Linked DNA regions of Mus musculus: region 2 is linked to region 1. Evidence: chromatin contacts called from public HiChIP or PLAC-seq data. All regions are on one chromosome and are shown on one strand. The core of a region is the stretch at or near the end of the contact, and the rest is flanking DNA. Distances in the headings are between cores, read along the strand shown.

What was found. HiChIP or PLAC-seq counts read pairs in DNA pulled down with a chosen protein or histone mark.
Region 2: an H3K4me3 HiChIP or PLAC-seq map of embryonic stem cells shows a contact between it and region 1, with 40 read pairs. The contact joins the promoter of Lingo1 here to the enhancer-like site in region 1. A contact is called at or near these places in 2 of 15 datasets of contacts at CTCF or cohesin (both in embryonic stem cells), 11 of 484 Hi-C or Micro-C datasets (the N1E-115 cell line, cerebral cortex, embryonic stem cells and 5 more), 10 of 115 datasets of contacts at active chromatin or transcription factors (T-cell acute lymphoblastic leukemia, embryonic forebrain, embryonic hindbrain and 5 more) and 1 of 9 other capture datasets (adipose tissue).

Annotation. Positions count from the first base shown.
Region 1 is chr9:56,899,437-56,903,371 of GRCm38.p6, forward strand. Cspg4 (chondroitin sulfate proteoglycan 4) reads left to right here. Exons shown (of 10, transcript NM_139001.2): 10 at 1-434. Among named protein-coding and RNA genes, the nearest start is that of Snx33, 27 kb to the right of the region's middle. Within about 2 kb of position 1,990, at least 77 of the 459 cell types and tissues checked have an H3K27ac peak or open chromatin away from gene starts, as enhancers often do. A contact at or near this core is called in cerebral cortex, embryonic stem cells, muscle stem cells and 2 more, where this site is marked.
Region 2 is chr9:56,633,417-56,637,354 of GRCm38.p6, forward strand. It overlaps Lingo1 (leucine rich repeat and Ig domain containing 1), which reads right to left and starts at 2,232. Exons shown (of 2, transcript NM_001311076.1): 1 at 1,659-2,232. The coding sequence starts at 1,664.

The sequences.
Region 1 (3,935 bases), core at 740-3,239:
GCCCTGTGGTGGAGCGCCCGAAGCACTGGCCAGCAACTGTCAGTGCTTGGACTGGGAGTGTTAGAGGCCACCCTGGTGGCCATGCTCTCCTCAAGACTAGGGAGCAGGCAAACGAAGACACTTGACTCCACTGAGCCGTGGCGAATGGTGCTTCGGAGGCTCCGAGCAGCTGTGCGTCGTTTGAGTTTGTGCACTGGGCTCCTATCCGTGGCAGCTTCACTCCCCTGGGGCAGGCCATGTGGCCTCGCTTCATGGGGGGTGGGGATGGACAAATCTGGACAAGCTCTTGAATTTCCACCTCCTGGGGCATTCCCAAAGTCCTCTACTCTCACCTGTACAGGCAGATGGGCTGTTTGTTGAGATGGGACCAAAGCCCTTACGCTACAGGGAACGTCAGGGAAAAATAAAAATAAATAAATAAATAAATGCTCCCAGCCATAGACTCCTTGGCCTGGGTTTTGGCCTCCAAGGCCCTATTCCTCCCCCAGCCTCCTTTCATTGTGGCTGCAGAAGCAAAAGTAAGGGACATGGGGGGTGTCAAAGTTGGGGACACAGTGCATAAAGGGAAGATTGGACAGGCAGACTTTTGTGTGGAACATTTTACAATCTCCGTCCTTCAGTAGGAGAACCCAGGTATTTCTCTAAAGGAGGGGAACCAATGCAGACACAGGAAAGTCATACCCCCTAGAGCAGATCATTCAGCTAGCAATGGGTCATGAGATCCCAGGTCTCCAAAAGAAAGGCCATTATGTGAGCCACAAGGCAAATAGAATCCTCTGGCCCTTCCTACAAGAGGATGATGCAAGATCAGGGGCAATGGAAGCAAACTCTGGCCCAGGGAATTATCTGGTCTTGAAAATGGGCTGAAGTCATTAGAAAAGAAACATAAGCTGAATTGATGTCTCTTGCTTATAATCCCAGTACTTAGGAGGCAGGAGCATAAGAATGAGTTCAAAGTCTTTTTAAGATTACTTTTTTTTTGTATATGAATACACCATTGCTCTCTTCAGACACACCAGAAGAGGGCATCAAACCCCATTACAGAAGATTGTGAGCCACCATGTGGTTACTGGGAGTTGAACTCAGGACCTCTGGAAGAACAGTCTGTGCTCTTAACAGCTGAGCCATTTCTCCAACCCCAAAGTCATTCTTGACCCTAAAAAAATTGAAGGCCAATCCGGCTCTCAGAGATCCTGTCTGAGCAAAAGGGAGGAGGCAGTAGGTTTCTGTGCTCTGGGAAACCGTGGGACTCCACGAGGCCTAAGAACAGGAAGTTAGAGGTGAAGGGCAGAAAGCAGCCTTTGGCAGCTGACCTGCTCTGGGGGCTAGGGTTTCCTCTGCACGTGTCCCCAGTATCTGTAACATTTGAGCCTCGCTCCTGCTCACCACCCTGCCTGCCTCCAGACAACACTCTCTCACGGCATCGTGTTCATTTTAACATCCGGCCCCCTCTCAGAGACGTCAGGCAGGAAACTTGGAACCAGGTGGATTACCAACAAAAAGATCTCCAGAGGGACAGGAGGGACAGGGAGACAGAATCAGAGAGGGTATGAGACCCAACTAGAGCCACACAACAGAGTAACGATAGATGAGACCCAGCAAGGCTTCGGTGGTGCCGCACTGAGAACACTGCCGTGAAAAATCATTTCCCACCCCTCTGCCTTGTACCTCCCCAGAATATAGCCTCCAGAAATACTCTGTGTCTTAAACTGCCAACACTAGTTTCCTTTTTATAAATGTGATGTCTCTGCTCTCGAAGACCAAGAACATCCCCGTATAACACTCACAGCTCCACCTTGCCACTCCCAGGAAGTTAAGGCTGGCTCCTCAGGGCCTTGCTACCATGAGCCAGTCTCCACCCAGAGTAAGGAGCGTCCCTGAAAGTGTAAGCAGAGATGTGGGTGACAAACCTGCCAGGCAGGATCTGCCCTCATCTCCTGTTTCCCCTAGAGGACTGACAACACCCTCTATTCACACAGCCTGCCCTGCCCTGCCCTGCCCCCAGGCACTGGCACAGGCTGACACTGCTCTGCTGCTCCGAGCCTGGGCTAGGTGGTAAGCTGGTACCCAGACATTGTGCCCACAGCCGTGCTGGGACCTGAGTCTTTCACGACACAGCCGAGCGTGTGTGTGTGTGTGTGTGTGTGTGTGTGTGTGTGTGTGTGTGTGTGTGAAACCCTTTCAAATATACTCCTAAAACTTAAGGGCAGGGTTCCTTCCCCTCTACTAAATAGTTCACAGAAGCTGGAGATAAAGCTTACTGGTAGGATGCAGGGCTGGAGAGATGTTTCAGTGGTTATGAGAGCCAAGTCTGAACCCCAACACCCACATGGTGGCTCACAGCTAACTGTAAGTCCAGTTCTGGGGATCCAACACTCCCCTGTGGCCTCTGTGGGCACCAGGCACACACATGGCACACAAACATACATGTAGGCATGTATGCTTAAAAATTAAACCTTTAAAACAAACAGCCGGGCGTGGTGGCGCACGCCTTTAATCCCAGCACTCAGGAGGCAGAGGCAGGTGGATTTCTGAGTTTGAGGCCAGCCTGGTCTACAAAGTGAGTTCCAGGACAGACAGGGCTACACAGAGAAACCCTGTCTCGAAAAACAAACAAGCAAACAAAAAGCAAACAAACAAAAAAAGACAACTACATCATCTTTCCTTTCCTAAGGAGCTTGTTCTTCCTAGGCTCTGGAAATAGATAGGAACTTGATCTGTAACCAATGTTTATGATGTTGAAAACATCACCCTCTTTTTTTTTATATATATACCTACACAAACACACATGGTTATATATGTGAACATGGGTTTTCTCATAACATTTGGACACACAGCGCAGAGATCAGTACTTGTCTAGATAATATGCAACCTATGAAAAATGTATACCAGCTTTGGAAGCATGTGCCCTTTGCCTGTGGCCCTCCCAAAGGCCTAGGAGCTACAGGGTCAGGACATTCTACCCATTAAAGGACCTATACAAACATCGTTGAAAAGAGAAAGCCATTTGGTGGTAGTGCAAGCCTTTAATCCCAGCACTTGAGAGGCAAAGGCAGATGGAACTCTGAGTTCAAGGCCAGCCTGGTCTACAGAGAGAGTGCCAAGACAGCAAGACAAATAGGGCTACACAGAAAAATCTTGTCTCAAAAAAAAATTTTTTTAAAAGAAGGAGGAGGGCTGGTGAGATGGCTCAGTGGGTAAGAGCACCCGACTGCTCTTCCGAAGGTCCAGAGTTCAAATCCCAGCAACCACATGGTGGCTCACAACCATCCGTAAAGAGATCTGACTCCCTCTTCTGGAGTGTCTGAAGACAGCTACAATGTACTTACATATAATAAATAAATAAATCTTTAAAAAAAGAAAAAAGGAGGAAGGAGGAGGGGTAGTAGAAGAAGAAGGAGGAGGGGGAGGGGGAGAAGGAGGAGAGGGAGGAGGAGGAGGAGGAGAAGAAGAACCCATGGGTATAAGGATCCCCAGATCTCTAGACCCCCAAGCTTGGAAACTGCCTATTGCCTAAGAGTCTAAAGAAGGGAGCCCATTAAGAAGCTGACCCTTGGGCTGGTGAGATGGCTCAGCAGGTAAGAGCACCTGACTGCTCTTCTGAAGGTCCAGAGTTCAAATCCCAGCAACCACATGGTGGCTCACAACCATCCGTAATGAGATCTGACTCCCCCTTCTGGAGTGTCTGAAGACAGCTACAGTGTACTTACATATAATAAATAATAAATAAATCTTTAAAAAAGTTTAAAAAAAAAAAGAAGCTGGCCCTTTAAGTGTGGATGCTATGGCAATTGTGCAGTTCACTGAGTTAGAACTCTCATCTTCCAATAGGAAGCCAGAGAAGTGCTTCTTCCAACTCCAGCCTAACCTCCCCTGACCAATAGAAACTGCTAGAGCTGCTGGAGTCTTCCTCACTTTCCACAAGATACAGATCT
Region 2 (3,938 bases), core at 982-3,481, 270 kb before region 1:
CTCCACTCACAAAGCATCAAAACTCAGCGTGAGGCACACACCCATCTGGTAAAAGCTGCTTCCTAACCCTCACTTGCTCCAGGTCTAGGGAGCATCAGGGTCTTGATGGAGCCCTACCCAAGGCCATCTCATACACACTTCAGCTAGGGATGGGGAAGGGGTACAGAGCCAAGAGCTGTACCAGGTGTGGGGGTCCTGCCCTTCTTTGACTGAGGCAATTGGGTGTTGCCCTCGGGCCTTCTGAGACCACGTGCCTTTTCCCTGGCACCTTCAGTGTGGCTCTGATGCTCTCTTTGCTTCTCCTTTCTATCACCCCCCACCCCTGTCTCGCCTCCCAGCAAACCAGGTGCCAACATCCTTCCAGTGGCTGAGGACTCTGCACCCCTCTTGGCCCACACAAGGACAAAAGGCCAGGAGCAGTGGAACATCCCCCGCCCCTCACTAGTAGTCTGTGAGGTCAGGGAAACCCCAGGCTCTCTGCCGGCTTGGTGCCCTCGAACTCCCCTGGCACCGATGCCTGTGCTAAAGTCGTTGGCATAATGGCCATCAGGGCTGAGCCCAGAGCCCGGAACCAGGAGAGCTGGGCGCCCTCTGGCTGTCCAAGCCCAGCCAAAGACTGAGGAAAGGCTGGGCTGGCAGAAAGGGGCTGGCCCAGATGGTCTTGCCCCCACCGCAGGCCTCTTGCACTCCCACCCACCAGGGCATAGCTGTTCCCATCTTCCATGTGCCCCAGTCGCCACACCACCCACCACAGGGCATTTGAGAACAAAGGGGAGGTGCCGCCACAACAAGAGCTGGTCAGGGGCTGGTCAGGGACCCCAGCAATAAGAGACCCAGGGGACTGCCTACCTGCCTGGCCCCTCCCCTTCTCAAAGTGGGACCCGCCCAGAAAGAAACATCTGGGTGTCTTAGAGGGCAGGAAGCCCAAAACCCACCCGAATAGGGTGCGTTTGGGGGGACACACACAGGAGGCTCCTTCCTCACCTCCCCCCTTCTCAGCAGGCTCCCACTTCCCACCCATTTCCCTAGGAATGAAAAGTGGGGCAGGAGGAGGTGAGAAGCCCGGCTGAACGAAGACAAAGGGGAGCCCCGAAGGTTCCTGGGTCTTCCTCAACTGGACTCCCCCCTCCCTTTTCTTCCGCCCTCCACCTCCCTTTCATCCAGGCGGAGCGAGAAAGGAGCCAGAAAGAGGCTGACAAGGTTCCTGTGGAGAGAGGGGCAATCCTAGAGCCTGGGGAGAAACTGTTTGCTAGCTGTGTCCTCAAGCTTAAGGGTATTAGCCAGGGCTGGGGAGTGGTCTCTGGTCCACCGAAAGGGACTCACCCAGAGCTGAGAGAACATATCCTCTTGGGTGACCACTGCCCAGAATGGGAGGATGATTTAGGGGGCACCAGGGCAGGAATGGAAAGGAATGGTAGGGATCTCTCCTTGACCACGGGTCCCAGCTTGCCAACCAGGGATCTGTTAGGACCAGCGGAACGGAAATGGGAAAATCATTTGAAACTTGAGGGTCAGGCCTGCGACCCCAAAGGGGGTCTGGGCGGTACAAGGTGCCCTACATAGCCCCATGAGGGTGAAGCCTGGGCCGACAGCAGCTTCCAGCTCCCAGCTCGCCGCAGGGCTGCCGACTCGGGCTCGGCCAAGACGGAGGGGCTCACCTGCATCTCGGGCGCGCTGTCCGTCCGCTCGGCTTGGTCACCAATCGCATGTCTCTCTTGCCGGCGCGGCCCCAGCCCCAGCCCAGCCCCCCTCCTCGGTCTCCTCCTACAACACCTCCGCCCGGTCCGCGCGCCCTCGCAGGGCTGGCTGTCCGTCTGTCTGTCCCACGCGGGCGGGAGCCCAGTCGACTCTAGGGCAGGAGCTCGGGAGTCGGGGGCGGAGGCCGAGGCCCTGGCCGTAGCGGGCTGAGGAGCCGGGGCTCTCAGGACGAGTGTTGCGGGCTCCCGGAGCCTGGCTCTGTCCCTTGGGCCGGCCGGGAGCGGCCGCCACCGCCTCTACCGCTGGGGCCGGGGTCGAGGCCGGGCGTTCTCTGCAGCGGGGCCGGGGCCAGGGCTGGGACCGGTGGGCAGCTGCCGCGCATGCTGCTCTGAGCCCCGCGTCGGGAGAGGGGCCCGAGCGGCGCGGGTGGGGACTCCGCGCGCTCCGGGACCGGGACGGGTCCAGGTCCGGCCGCCTCCTGAGCTGCCGCCCGCTCCGGCTCCCGCGCCGGCTCCCGCTCGGGCTCCGCGCTCTGCCGCGGCGTGGGGAGGGAGCGAGAGGAGCGAGCAGCGAGCCAGGGAGGGAGGAGGGACAGAGGGAGGGAGGGAGGGAGCTAGTGAGCGAGCTCTGGAGCCGGGCGGGGGAGGAGAGAGAAGGCGCGGCCGCAAAACCTGGGTGGGGGTCCTTCTTTCAGAGAACCGGACGAAGATGGAGGAGCGCCCCAGCAGCTGCCCAGCGCCCAGGGCGCAGCGAGAGTGGCAGCGGGGCGCAGACGAAGAACGCTCCCGGGCCGGCGCCCCCGCGCTCCCGCCCTGCACCACGCAGCGCCCCTCTGGGTCCCAGGCTCCAGCAAGTCTTAAGCCAGCCCAGCCCGCGGTCTTCCCAGAGTGCGTGCACCCATTCGCGTTTGATTGTCTCTGGCCACATGCGTGTGCATGTGAGCGCGTGTGTTCACACGTGTTAACTGGGGTCACTGCACACTGCCGTGTGGACCGACACACGCACGTGGACAGACAGCCCCCACACCCCCCAACCTGATCACGGTTGTTTAGAGGACAGCTTGAGGAGGGTCAGGTCTTGACCCCTCCTCTCGAAATGTCCAGGACACCCCCCACCACACACACACACACACACACACACATACACCACACCACACCACACCACCACCACCATTGCTTCCTAGGGATCTTAGGGTGAGGCCGGCCGCCGGGAAGCACAGGAAGGGGATGTGGAAGCCGAGCTGGCTAAGTGGGTCTACCGGGAGGCCAGGTCTAGAATCTGCTTTAGCATCCCAGTCCCCTCCCCGTCGGGTTTCCTGTCCAGCAGAGGGCAGCAGGCCTATCTGCCAGGCTCCGGACGGTGGCACTCTACCAAGTGACCAGCAGAGGGCAGTATAGATCCTCGGTCTGGGCTTAGCTATTTACCATCTAACTCCCTAAAATAAATACTGAGTTTGGTGGGTACCACATCTTCAGATGGCTCCACAGAACAAGACCTTTACATAGAGACCCAAACTCTTCTTGGGCCACAGATCAGAGACTAGCCTGGCAGGGTGGCCTGGCAAGGGCTGCGGTGTAGGCAGGCAACCCGTTGGGACCTCATCTATCTACTGCACCTCTTTCCATCTGCTTGAAGCCAGATGCCCCTTAAAACCATGCCAGATTGATTAGAATAACCATCAATGAAGACACCACAAGGCAGAGTTCCCTTCTCCCCATTAGCACCTCAGCACTCCCGATAGTTTGTAGGCAGGCAAAGAAGGAAGCTGAGCAGGGCAGGAAGAGACCAGCGCAAGGCCTGTCTTTCTGGGGTGGGCAAGGATCCCGTTCCCAGTACCTCGTTCTCCTTCCAAGGAACCAGACTGACATTTCGGAGATACCTGGCTGGCTTGGAGAGGCCAGCTTCAAGTTCCCACCCCCAGCACTGTCTTGATTTCCACAGACCAGCCTTACACACATAGTCCAAAGAGTTGCACAAACCTGTTCCAGCGAAACCGATCTTGGATACCTCTCAGCCTCACTGGCACACCACTGCTTGGGACATTCCTGCCTTCTGTCTATGTCCATATCTCAGGCCTACCTAGAGCCCTTTCCCTGCAGGTGTCAGTGATGCTCCTTGCATCTTACATTCTTCTTCCAACAACCTCAGGAAGAGGCACTACTACTCCCCTGAAAATAAAGAGCAGGAACCCCAGGCTCGGAAAGGTTACGTGACTTGGCCACGGTCACACAGCTTGTAAA